Regions from separate parts of the Mus musculus genome. Here region 1 is linked to region 2. Evidence: chromatin contacts called from public Hi-C data. All regions are on one chromosome and are shown on one strand. Each heading gives the region's core, a stretch centred on a gene start, on an enhancer-like site or on the middle of the called end of the contact. The rest is flanking DNA. Distances are from core to core; before and after follow the strand shown. Region 1 overlaps Trim67 (tripartite motif-containing 67). Region 2 holds the start of Trim67 (tripartite motif-containing 67).

What was found. Hi-C and Micro-C count contacts between places; a contact is called where the count stands out from the background.
Region 1: a contact with region 2 is called in a Hi-C map of muscle stem cells, with 3 times the contacts expected there. The contact joins the enhancer-like site here to the promoter of Trim67 in region 2. A contact is called at or near these places in 2 of 39 promoter capture datasets (embryonic stem cells and trophoblast stem cells), 2 of 15 datasets of contacts at CTCF or cohesin (the NIH/3T3 cell line and embryonic stem cells), 16 of 484 Hi-C or Micro-C datasets (the C2C12 cell line, the HL-1 cell line, the N1E-115 cell line and 11 more), 8 of 115 datasets of contacts at active chromatin or transcription factors (CD8 T cells, embryonic fibroblasts, embryonic stem cells and 3 more) and 2 of 9 other capture datasets (adipose tissue and liver).

What each region holds. Positions count from the first base shown.
Region 1 is chr8:124,824,128-124,829,614 of GRCm38.p6, reverse strand. It overlaps Trim67 (tripartite motif-containing 67), which reads right to left. Exons shown (of 10, transcript NM_198632.2): 7 at 4,759-4,897; 8 at 3,377-3,680; 9 at 1,354-1,516; 10 at 1-595. The coding sequence ends at 530. Among named protein-coding and RNA genes, the nearest start is that of Trim67, 34 kb to the right of the region's middle. Within about 2 kb of position 2,699, at least 63 of the 459 cell types and tissues checked have an H3K27ac peak or open chromatin away from gene starts, as enhancers often do. A contact at or near this core is called in the C2C12 cell line, the HL-1 cell line, the NIH/3T3 cell line and 7 more, where this site is marked.
Region 2 is chr8:124,790,857-124,796,404 of GRCm38.p6, reverse strand. Trim67 (tripartite motif-containing 67) reads right to left here and starts at 3,386. Exons shown (of 10, transcript NM_198632.2): 1 at 1,500-3,386. The coding sequence starts at 2,504. It overlaps Gm46059 (a long non-coding RNA gene), which reads left to right and starts at 4,018. Exons shown (of 3, transcript XR_001778718.2): 1 at 4,018-5,101; 2 at 5,264-5,548.

The DNA of each region.
Region 1 (5,487 bases), core at 1,450-3,949, 34 kb before region 2:
TGTCCCTTTCAAATTAGTTTGCAGTGTATTGAAAACTGCATATCCCAGAGGCTCAAGGTCCGTTTCTTCCCGCAGAGGTGACAAACTGTCAGCCTGGGACTCCATAAAGGAACAGAGTCCTAGCAATGGGTTACAGGCAGGCATGGAGTAACATCACGGGGCTGATCCATCCTGGGATACCAGTCTCAGAGTCTGCCTTCTCCTCTCCCTCCAGGAAAACAAAAAACAAAAACTTAAGAGGAAATCAAAGTTTTTAAACAGATGTCAGAAAATATAAGCCGGAAACAAAAGGTGTCCATCTTGAGGGCACCCTGGGGGGGACCATAGCCCTGTGGCATTGAGGTGAAAGGCCACTCCTGATATAGGCGGCCACAGTATGGTCGTGGGGCTCGCATGTGATTCATTCTCAGTTCCCCCAGAAAAGCGTCTTCAGATGTCCGCTGGCTGCTGGCACCCAGGACTTTCTGTTATGCCCTGGTCCTCCGTGAAGCCCTCCATCACGGCCAGCTAGGCAGCGGGAGCCACCAGGCTAGTTGCCTGACAGCTTTGGCCGTCCCAGGTTTGTTGGCACCTCCAGTCCTGTGTGCAGGGTGACCTGGAAAAGATGAAACCAGCAGGAGTTGGTTGGGTGGCAGAGTACTTGCACACTACGTACAAGACCCTGGGTCCCAGCCCTAACACAGGAGGAAGGCAGGAGACAGAGGAGATAGAGGAGCGGAAAGAGGGGCAGGAGAGGCTGTCCATAGCACAGAACACCTGACGTAGCACCGCGACCACGTGCCGGAGAACTCATGCTATGGATTTTATTACTCATCTGTCTCCCCCATATGGCTAAGGCCCATGCCACTTTGTGCTTTCTGCCTCATAACCGGAGCTACAGTAACGAGCAGATGGGTTCACTGGCATGAGCCGCAGAGCCCTGCGGCAAAGAGGCTCTGCTTCTCGCAGCCGAGTCTCTGAGCCTGCTGCTGTCTCTTCCAGCTCTCACTGTGACCCTCAAATCGCCCCTTTACGTAACCAACACCGGACTGTTGTGGAAACACTTGCAGGGCAATAGACACATGGCAGGTCCCTTAATAGATCCAGGGACAGAGGGAGTCTGTTAGAAGCAAAGGATGCCCCCATCTAGCTTGTGTTAGGAGCTCCTGTACCATCCAATCCCCTGGGGCACTGAGCCCCTGCTCCTTCCTGGAGCCCCATGGAGCTTGTTTGCTCCAAAAGGTCGTATGTACAGTCCTTAGCAGAAGACTGCCTATCTGATGAGCGAGGTGGTCCGTTCTCATTACAGTACTCATTGTTCAGGAAGCAGAGAAGTGGGCGGGACTGGGCGAGCCACCTGTGTCTCTAAGGTACCTGCACGTTTCGGTTGAGGCTGAGGGCAGGCATGAAGACCCCATCCACGTGGCTGAAGGCTGTGGGGCCCTGCTGTTGCCCATTGATGAAGAAGGTCAGAGTGTGTTTGTTTAGGTCCAGCAGCACACCCACAGTGGCCCCCTTGCACACACCGCCTTCAGTCCTGGGAAGATAAACCAGGAAAACCTATCATCACACCTAGGTCATGATGTGACAGTAACTCAGGACAGCTTCATTCAAACCTAGCCACCAAGTGTGTGTGTGTGTGTGTGTGTGTGTGTGTATGTATGTGCCAGCCACAAGAGAACACAGCTCTAAGGGACCAAAGCTACTCAGCCCCTTCTTATCCACAGCATCTGAGACCTACATGCCTTTGAGCTGGGAGGAACTTTAAGTAATAGACCTGGAAGACTTTTCCTAGAACCCTCTGTGCCCTTCAGCAGACATGCCCTTCATTAACTAAGGGTTCCCTTGACATGACCTTGTTCAGCCCTGGGAGGAAACTGAGTCCTCGGTTAGGATTGAGCCAGGGGCAGAAGTGAGAAGAGACCCTGACATGAACTCTTTACAAGGACCTGGTGGGAAGAGCAGGTGTCCTGGAGGTGCCTTAGGGTCTGGTGGAGAAGCGTCCAACAGACTGGGCAGTCAGTGCGATTCTAATTATGGCCACCAGATGGCAGTAGTAACAAGTCTGACCTGCCAGTTTTCCATGAACTCACCCCCTACGATCAAGGTCAGGTCTGGGAGCAGGGTCTGGCTTCTGAGAAAGCTTTTGCCCCGCAAAAGCACCCAATGCATGCTTGAGTTCATTACTGCCACCATCAGAATGTCTAGGTACTGGGCTTGCTCAAGCACACAGGCATGGAACTGGTAGGCCAGGGTGGTCTTGGCCTCTTTGTGGGTTAGAGGTGGAGGGAGGTCACCTGGTAAACCTATATCACCTGGTCGGCCTCATCGCTTATTCTGCAGTACCGGGCCAGACGAATTTACTTGGTTAACCTGCAGTGCCTGCTAAGTTCCACGGCCCAGCTTGAGAGTCTAGCTGCTGCCCCTCCCACAATCCTTTGGAGCAGAGGACATTACCAGTGAAAAGATAGTGATCAGGTAGGGGGATCTGAGGGTCCTCAGGCAAGTTCCTGGCCAAACTAGACTTGGTTTTCCTGGGAGAGAAGCTGGGTTACTCGTTGTGAAGAGAGCAGTCAGAGCTGCTTGGAAGAGCAGCGAGAACCCAGGAGCCCTGGTGGCAGCCCTACCCTGCCAGGAGCCCAGGGAGGTCAGCTCCTTGGGATTGGCTTCTTTATGCTTTCCCTGCGGCAGCGCCAGGGTCATTCCAGGCAAAGCAGTAGCCGTGGCAATGACTCCTCCTCCCTCTGCGGGAAACAAGTATCCCATTAGTGTTGCGCAGTGACTCAGGCTTAGCAAGAGGGTTGCAGAAAGAACTGGAGCAAGACCAGTAAGAAAACCGCAAATTAAAGCTCTCAGTGGAAAGGCACTACTGTGAGGCCAGCTGGGGGACAGAGAGCCACTGAGCCAGAACTGCCTCCTCTCCCCCACACCATCAAGTACTTTCAGTTGTGACACAGGCAAATGGTTCACACTTCACCTAGTCTTTCTCCAAAACCCCTGGAACTACAGAACAAAGTGCATAAAAAATGGCTCCTCCGGCTAACCGACCGGAGGAGCAGAGGTCCTGAATTCAGTTCCCAGCAACCATATGATGGCTCACCCATCTGTACAGCTACAGTGTACTCATATGCATTAAAGAAAGTAAGAAAGAGAGAAAGAAAGAAAGAAAGAAAGAGAGAGAGAGAGAGAGAGAGAGAGAGAGAGAGAGAGAAAGAGAGAGAGAGAGAGAAAGAAAGAAAGAAAGAAAGAAAGAAAGAAAGACAGAAAGAGAGAAAGAAAGAGAGGAAGAAAGAAAACTTTTTAAAAGACAGCTCCTCCCCCAACACCTGGGACAATCAGAGAACCTTGTCCCCGCCCCTGAATCTGCGGGCTAAGTGGGGGTTCAGGGAGCACGCACCTGTTGGTATGGGAGTTACAGTGCATGAACCAGCTGCGGTTGTTGTCCACGTACATGGCCCAGGCCTTGTCATCCTTGCCTAGCATCATATCTTTGACCACGCTGGCCCTGGCCACTCCGAAGGCTGGGTCCGGGTGGTTGTCATAGCGGTCCACGTGCAGCTCCCAGTAGTGCACGCCTTTGGAGAAGGCAGCTGTGCCTAGCACCACCCGGTCATCATAGCTGCTGCAAGTAGCCGTCTGGTTGTCATTGGATAAGATGATGTCCCGATGGCCAGAGTTGGGGTCAAAGGTGAACCAGGCCACTGGAAAGGAAGAAGGCAGGTAGAGCAGGCACAAGAATCTCTGTTTCCTGCCCCTCTTATCCCCCCATCTTTCCCCCAACACAACACACATTTTTTCTGTACAGCCAAGGTGACTGATAGACTTAGTTGCTTCTAACAGAGTCGATTCATTGCCGCCAGTGGTCTATGTGGGATACACACACACACTCACATATACACAGTCACACTCTGTGCTGATTGGCTTTTGTCAACTTGACAGAAATCTAGATTATCTGGGAAGAGGGAACCTAGATTCAGAAAATGCCTCTATAAGATTTGCCCAGGGGCTGGAGAGATGGCTCCGTGGTTAAGAGCACTGACTGCTCTACCAAAGGTCCTGAGTTCAAGTCCCAGCAACCACGTGGTGGCTCACAACCATCCATAATGAGATCTGATGCCCTCTTCTGGGGTGTCTGAAGACAGCTACAGTGTACTTACATATGATAAATAAATAAGTCTATGGGAGTATTGTCCTGACTCAAGATTGACAGGGGAGGGCCCAGTCCACTGTGGGTGGTGCCACTCCTAGGCAGGTGGTTCTGAGTTATATTAGAAAGCAGGCTGAGCAAGCCAGCAAGCAGCAGCCCTCCATGGCCTCTGTTTCAGTTCCTGCCCTGACTTCTACAGTTGTAAGATGAAATATATCCTCTCCTCCCCAGGTTGATTTTGGTCATAGTCTTTGTCACAGCAATAGAATCCACCCCCCCCCCTTCCCTGCTCTGTGTCTCTGTGTTGCCCAAGTTTTCTTCCACAGATCCAGCCTTGCTAGGGAGCACAGACGTGCAGGCCGATTGGCCCCACAGCCAGGTCTATTCCCTGGAGCTCTGACTCCTACCATCTCCTCAAATGGCCCAGGTACTGTTAGAGGTGACAGAGGAAGTGTCTATCCATGGCCCACCCTGTAGGTAGGAGATTGAAACACAAAGAGGAGACAAGATGTGGCCAAGGTCAAACTCTTAAGCCCCATAGAATGAGGACACTGGCTTCTTCCTGCTCCTGCCCTGCCCCCACCCCCAGGATATGGGCAGAGAGGCAGAATGCACGGCTGAGGGTTGCTCACCGTCGGAGGTCTGCAGGACCACAGTCTTGCTGTAGGGCCCAACACCAGAGGAGTTGAAGGCTTTGACTCTGGCATTGTAGGTGCTATTAAAGTGCAGCCCGTCAATGGTGCACAGGGTCTCCTTGCCAACATACACCTCCTGAAAGAGCAAGGACACTCACTCGGCCACAGAGCTTCCAGAAGTTCCCCTCACACCAACTGGAGTACCAGATGAGAGAAGTTCCAACCTGTGCTGTTTACCTTCATGGGGCCTCTCAAATTGCTAGCCCCTCTGTCTCAGGGCACCAGCAAGACAGGGCTGCAGGGGTGAAACTATCCTAGGATGGTCCCCAAAAGCACTCTGCCTCCACCATCAGACTGCTCTCTGCCTCCACTATCAGTGCTCTCTGCCTCCACCATCAGACTGCTCTCTGCCTCCACTATCAGTGCTCTCTGCCTCCACCATCAGACTGCTCTCTGCCTCCACTATCAGTGTTCTCTGCCTCCACCATCAGACTGCTCTCTGCCTCCACCATCAGACTGCTCTCTACCTCCACTATCAGTGTTCTCTGCCTCCACCATCAGACTGCTCTCTGCCTCCACTATCAGACTGCCAGAAGCCAAGGGGATGCCTACAAAGCTTCCTGCCCCTGAGATCAGCATCTTCTTCTCTGTGACCCTGCCTCTGCTGGCTTCTGGTTCTCTAAGATGGTGAGCTTCCTTGCACCAGATCTTTATTTTCACTTTCTA
Region 2 (5,548 bases), core at 2,137-4,636:
AAAACCACACACACAAAAACTTCCCTAAATATTAAATTATCATAGCAACATATGTTTATTGTAGGAGATGAAAGTCTATAAAGAAAACACAGGAAAGCCACATCTCTATCTGGCTGCTCTGGGCTGTTTGCACGCACTTAGCAAGCTGCCTTATTTTCCTGCGGCTCTACTCTGTGTAACTGCAGGCAATAGTTCTTGTTGGACAGTCTTGGCACCTCTTACACCTTCCAGGGTGGGTTTCTGAAGGAGGGGTGTGTGAAATGCACCATGAACAAGTGACTCTAACCTGCTCGTCTAAGGAGACATCAAGGCCTGTCGCACAAGGGTGCCGGATAGAATGTCAGATGAGGAACTGCCCTGACCTTGTCTTGTAGGCTGGTGAAGGGCCCAGGCAGACTGTCACAGCTCAAGAAGAAGAAGAGAGCAAAGAGCAAAGTACCAGGTCTAAGTAGCTAACAGTAGCACTACCCGAGGCCAGTGCCCAGGAGGGTAGGCTGTAGGCAGATGTGCTTGATCTCTTTGGTCTGCATCTCTTCCACAGCTCCAGTAGCAGAGCCTGAGGCAAGAGAAGTGCTCTGGAGAAAAATCACACTTTTTTCCTGGAAGGACACCCCCTGACGTCCCCAATCTCTTCCATAGCCCAAGAGACACTGCCTTTCTCTACAGGTTTAGAGGAATTCTGGGCATAGAACTAGCTGGGGACTAAGTGAAAGAGGAGACAGTTCTCTGGAAGTTGAAAAGGGGAAAGCTTTATCTGTTCAGTGAGGCAAAGCTGATGGAGTCTACGGTGGAAGAAGGACAAGGCTCTAGGGTTCTTGAGCAGGGGTGCTCTCTCCCGGCCTTGGCAATGGATTTAAGGAAGACTTCAGGTGGGTTCCTATGGCCAGCGGGTAACAGTTTCACTCTTAAACCTGTCTCTCACTTACAAGGGGGGAGGGAGCTCTGACAGTGTGCCTTAGACTTTGGGTGAGAGCCCTGCTTCTGTGCTTCGGGAACCCTTTGCCTCAGAAAGGAAACTTAACAAGTCGTTTTCATAACCTACCAATCTGATACCCAGTGCAGAGCACGTGGTCCACTGAGTCTTGGTCAGATAGTGACTGCTGGGATCCTTGAATGGATGTATGTATGTATGGATGGATGCATGCATGCATGCATTCATATAGATCCATGATAGACAGATGTATGCATACATAGGTGAATGAATGCACGAAGGATTGGATGGAAGCATGGGTGGATACCCATGCCCAGTGTATGGATAGATGGATGCATGCATACATAGATCGATGGAATGATGAACATGTGGGTAGATGGAAGGACGGATGTGTGTGTGTGTGTGTGTGTGTGTGTGTGGACGGACGGACGGACGAATGGATTGGATGGATGGATGGATGGATGGATGGATGGAGTGATTCCTGTTTGGCCCTCAAGCCCACCAAGAAGGGGTTCAGAGAATCTCTTTTCTTCCACCCTGGCTGGCGTTCCGCACAGCCGACGCTCACCTTGTGCTGCTTCCACGTTGCCCCCAGCGGCTTCACCTCGTGCTTGCTGTGCCTGCCTTCCTCCAGGCACATGTAGCACACAGGGCTCCGACAGCTCACGCAGTACATGCTGTAGTTCTCCATCTCGTGCTCGGGACATGTGGGGAACTTTCGCGGCGCGCTGGCCCCGGCACCCCCTGGGCTCCTGCATCCTCCTGCGCTGGAGGCAGTGGAAGTGCCTGTAACAGCAGGGGTAGCCTCTGGGGGTGTGGGCGGCGGCGGTGGCTGAACTAGCCGATGCTTAGCGAAGGGGCCCCGGGACGGGTGGCACTTGAGCTGGCAGGTGGCGCAATAGAGCACGTCGCATTGCTCGCAGAGAGTGGCTGCCGGCTCCGGTGGGGTGCGGTCGCACAGCTGGCAGATGGCCACCGCCGGGGCTGCAGCCGCCCCCGGAACAACCCCACGGCCCTGCTGGTACCGCTGCACAATGCCCTCCAGTAGCCGGTTGCGCTGGAAGCCTCGCAGGCCGCGGTGATCCAAGGAGGCGCTGCGGTGGCACTGCGGGCAGGTGATGGAGCTGGAGGACGAGCAGAGCGAGGAGCAGGCGGCGCCTCGGGCCGCGGCGGCCGAAGAGCCCGGGGGCGCAGGCACCATGGGCAGCACGCGGACTCCATTGGGGGACTTGAGGCTGGGGGTGTAGGAGCCATAGCCGCTGTCAGTCTCGCTGTACAAGCTCAGCTTGTCCGCGTGGTCTCCGCCACCGGTCGCCCCGCCGCCTAGGCCTCCGGCTGTGTTAGCTCCCGCGCCTCCGCTGGTCGCGCCGGCGGCTGCGTCCTGATCCGGAGGGGTTGCGGCGGCGGCGGCACCTCGCGAAAGAAGGAGCGGCGGGGGCAGGTGCTGCTCGCCGTCCGGGGTCTGAACCGCGATAGTGCGGGCGCACGGCAAGCAGACATTGTGAGAGCAGGGCAGGATGATGGGTTCCCGGAACAGGGATCCGCACACTGGGCACTTCAGCTCCTCCTCCATCGCCGCGCCCGCGGCCAGAGCCGCTCGGGACCAGCCAAGAATGGTCAAGGCTCCGAAGACAAGCGCAGCTGGGCTGGCGATGTCAGCGCTCTTGAGTCAGGAGGCGGGGGTATTTCACGGGCATGCTGTCTTCACCCGAGGGTGGCACGCCCCCTCTCTGTCCTCAGGCCACCGCCCTAAGACGCTTGGCCGCCAGAGAAAGGAGGGGTCCTCACCTCCTGAAGGCGAGGCTCCCTCACCGGAGGCAGCCGTCTGAAGGTGGCGGGGAGCCCTCGCGGTGGCCTCCGAGGTTGTCCAGGTGTTGAATAGGCAGCAGTAGCGCCGTCCGGGGTACCTCGTGCCTCCACTCCACGAAGGACCAGTGACCCGCTGCTGTGAGCCAGCAAGGCTACTGAGCCCGACTCCGCAGCGCCGCTGCCCCGAGTCTTCTTTCTGCGAGCGCCCCGCCCCTACCCAGCTCTTGGCCAGTGCCCGAGTGGCGGGGCCAGGGCTGGTTCAGCACCACCAGACGGCGGACAGCGCCCGCGAGAGGATGGGCCCGGAGTCCGCGCCCGTCCCCCCTCCCGCGCGCATCCTCCGCCAGGCTGCTGTGCAGCCGCGGCCACCTCGGCATCCCCCGGCCCGGAGACCGTCGCCGTACCGCTGCTCGGGCCGCTGCTCTCTGAGCTGCCTCCTCGTAGGCCGGTATTGAGCAGCGTCCCAGGCTGGCCTCGCCGGCTCCGGTTCCTGCAGCGCCCCTGACCTTGGCCGCGCCACGCTGCAGCGGCGGGTGGGGGGCGAGCACCCGCTGGCTCGGGAATCCCCCTCCCGGCCCCACCGCCTCCCGCGCCCGCCCGCCCGCCGTGCCGCGCGCCCAGGAGTTGTAATTTCCAGAGCGAGAGTAACGGGGCGGGGGGCGGGGAGCCAGGCGTCAGCTCAGCGAATGAGGGCTCGCCTCTCGCGGCTGGCAGTCAGGGGCGGGTCGGAGGGCTTCGTGGGGAGGATCATTGTGGAGAACTGCTCCGTTACGGATGGAGACTGCACGGTGAATTAGCACGGCGCCCCGCCCAGCTTGCCAGAGCAACCCTGGCCAGCTCCCGCCCTGCCCACTCCTCGCCACCATGAAAGCGTAAACAGCGGTCCCTAAAAGGCCAGTCGCTTGAAAAAGGCCTCGCAACACAGCGCGACAGTCGGTTCCTAAATCTATTTCCTCCCCGCAAAAAGCTTTCAAGGCACAAAATGTCGGACAGCCTCGCGCCAAAGGGCGAGGTTTGATTTATGCATCTTTTTACAAGCCTTTTTTTTTTTTTTTTTTTGTCTCCTTGGTTCTACTGGGGCTAGTCGTGGAAGATGAGGGCCGGAGGACTTGGCGAGGACACGGTGAAGGTTGCCAAATACAACCTCCCCAGGCTGCTCGCGAGTGCGGAGAGGCGGGAGGCAGCGAGCAGGTGTTCTCTTTATGAATGGGAGCTTCCTGCAACGTCGCCGCCCGCGCGCCTGGCTGCCGTCTGCCCGCTGTTCTGCGCTGGGTAGTGCCGGCTGCCCAGAGAAAGGAAGTACGCGCTGGGCATAGAGCTAAGGGCGAGCCCTGGAAGGGAAGAGCGCGTGGAGCGAAATGCGCACCACGCGGCCCTCTCTTCCTGTGCGATTCAAGCTGGCTTGGAACAGACAAGGAAATTGTCGATTTAGAAAGGATGTGTCAGTCAGCGTGCTGGCTCGTGCTTGTAATTCTAGCACTTGGGAGGCCTAGGCAGAAGGATTGCTATGAGTTCAAGGCCAGCTTGGGCTACATAGTAATTTCCAAGCTAGTCTGGGTGTTACATAGTAAGACTCTGCTGAACTGAAACAAACAAAAAAAAAAAAACAGCAACCGTGGCGCAGACTCCTGCTGAAGGAATGCAGGGCCCCAGCCACTGTCAGCATTTGGAAAGATAGCAGGAGGAGAGAAATGAAGCCACAGACTAATGAGGCAGCTGCCTTGGCCTGGCTCTGTGCCTAAGGGATAGAACCTCTGGTGGAAGGGAGGTCACCAGGAAAGCCATTGCAAAGCACCCCAGTGAAGCCCATATCTTTACAGGACTTCCGGGGTCCTGCAGCTTGCTTCCACCTGTCCAGTCTGGAAAATACTATAACAATATATATATGTGTCCGTGCCAAATTGTTACAGTAAATGCTCTGGACTACTTTCTATGCATCTCAGTTCAGCTGAATGGCTTACAGAAGTCTGGCTCCATGTTTAAGGGTAGGCTCCTGCTAAACCGGACATCCCAATTAGCCCTGCTTCAGGAAGCAGTGCTGCACGGTGGGGGTGGGGGTGGGTATGGAGGCGGCAACTGTCCTAATCCACTCTCTGTAGATGAAGCTTCAGTCACCTGGTCCTGCCAGCAATACACTGAAAAAAAGAAATTCTTCAGAAAGTCACTATTGATCCTAAGGTCTAGGAGAGTCACAACTTGGGTTATTGAAAGCTCTTCAAGAAGCTGGAAGGTGGTGGTGCACGCCTTTAATCCAAGCACTCAGGAGTCAGAGGCAGGTGAATCTCTGAGTTAGAGGCCAGCCTGGTCTACAGAGCGAGTTCCAGGAGAACCAGGGTATACAGAGAAACCCTGTATCAATAAGTAAGTAAGTAAATAAATAAATAAATAAATAAATCCTTTCTGCTGAACCCAGCTACCCAGCTCAGTCTGCCCTGGGACCAACTGGAATTCATATCTCTTAAAAACCTCATGATTTTATAGTAAGCACAGTAAGTGACTCCTGTTTCTCTTTGTCTTTTTCAGACCTGGGTAGCCTACTTAGGCTTGGACAGGGTGGCACTTTTAGCCAAGCGTGTGTGTCTCTGCACATGCAAGACATACTGTGAAACCACTCCTAGCTTGGCCTATAGTAAGCAACAGACACGTGAAATCTGAGGACTTGGAAAGTGGTGATGAGAAGACAGCCTGGGCCACAGAGTGGGACCCTAACTCCACAAGCAAACAAACCAACCATGACAAGCCACAAAGAAACAAGCAAACTTCCTCTTTTGCTTTCCTTCAAAACAGAACACTCGGGCATCTTGCCAC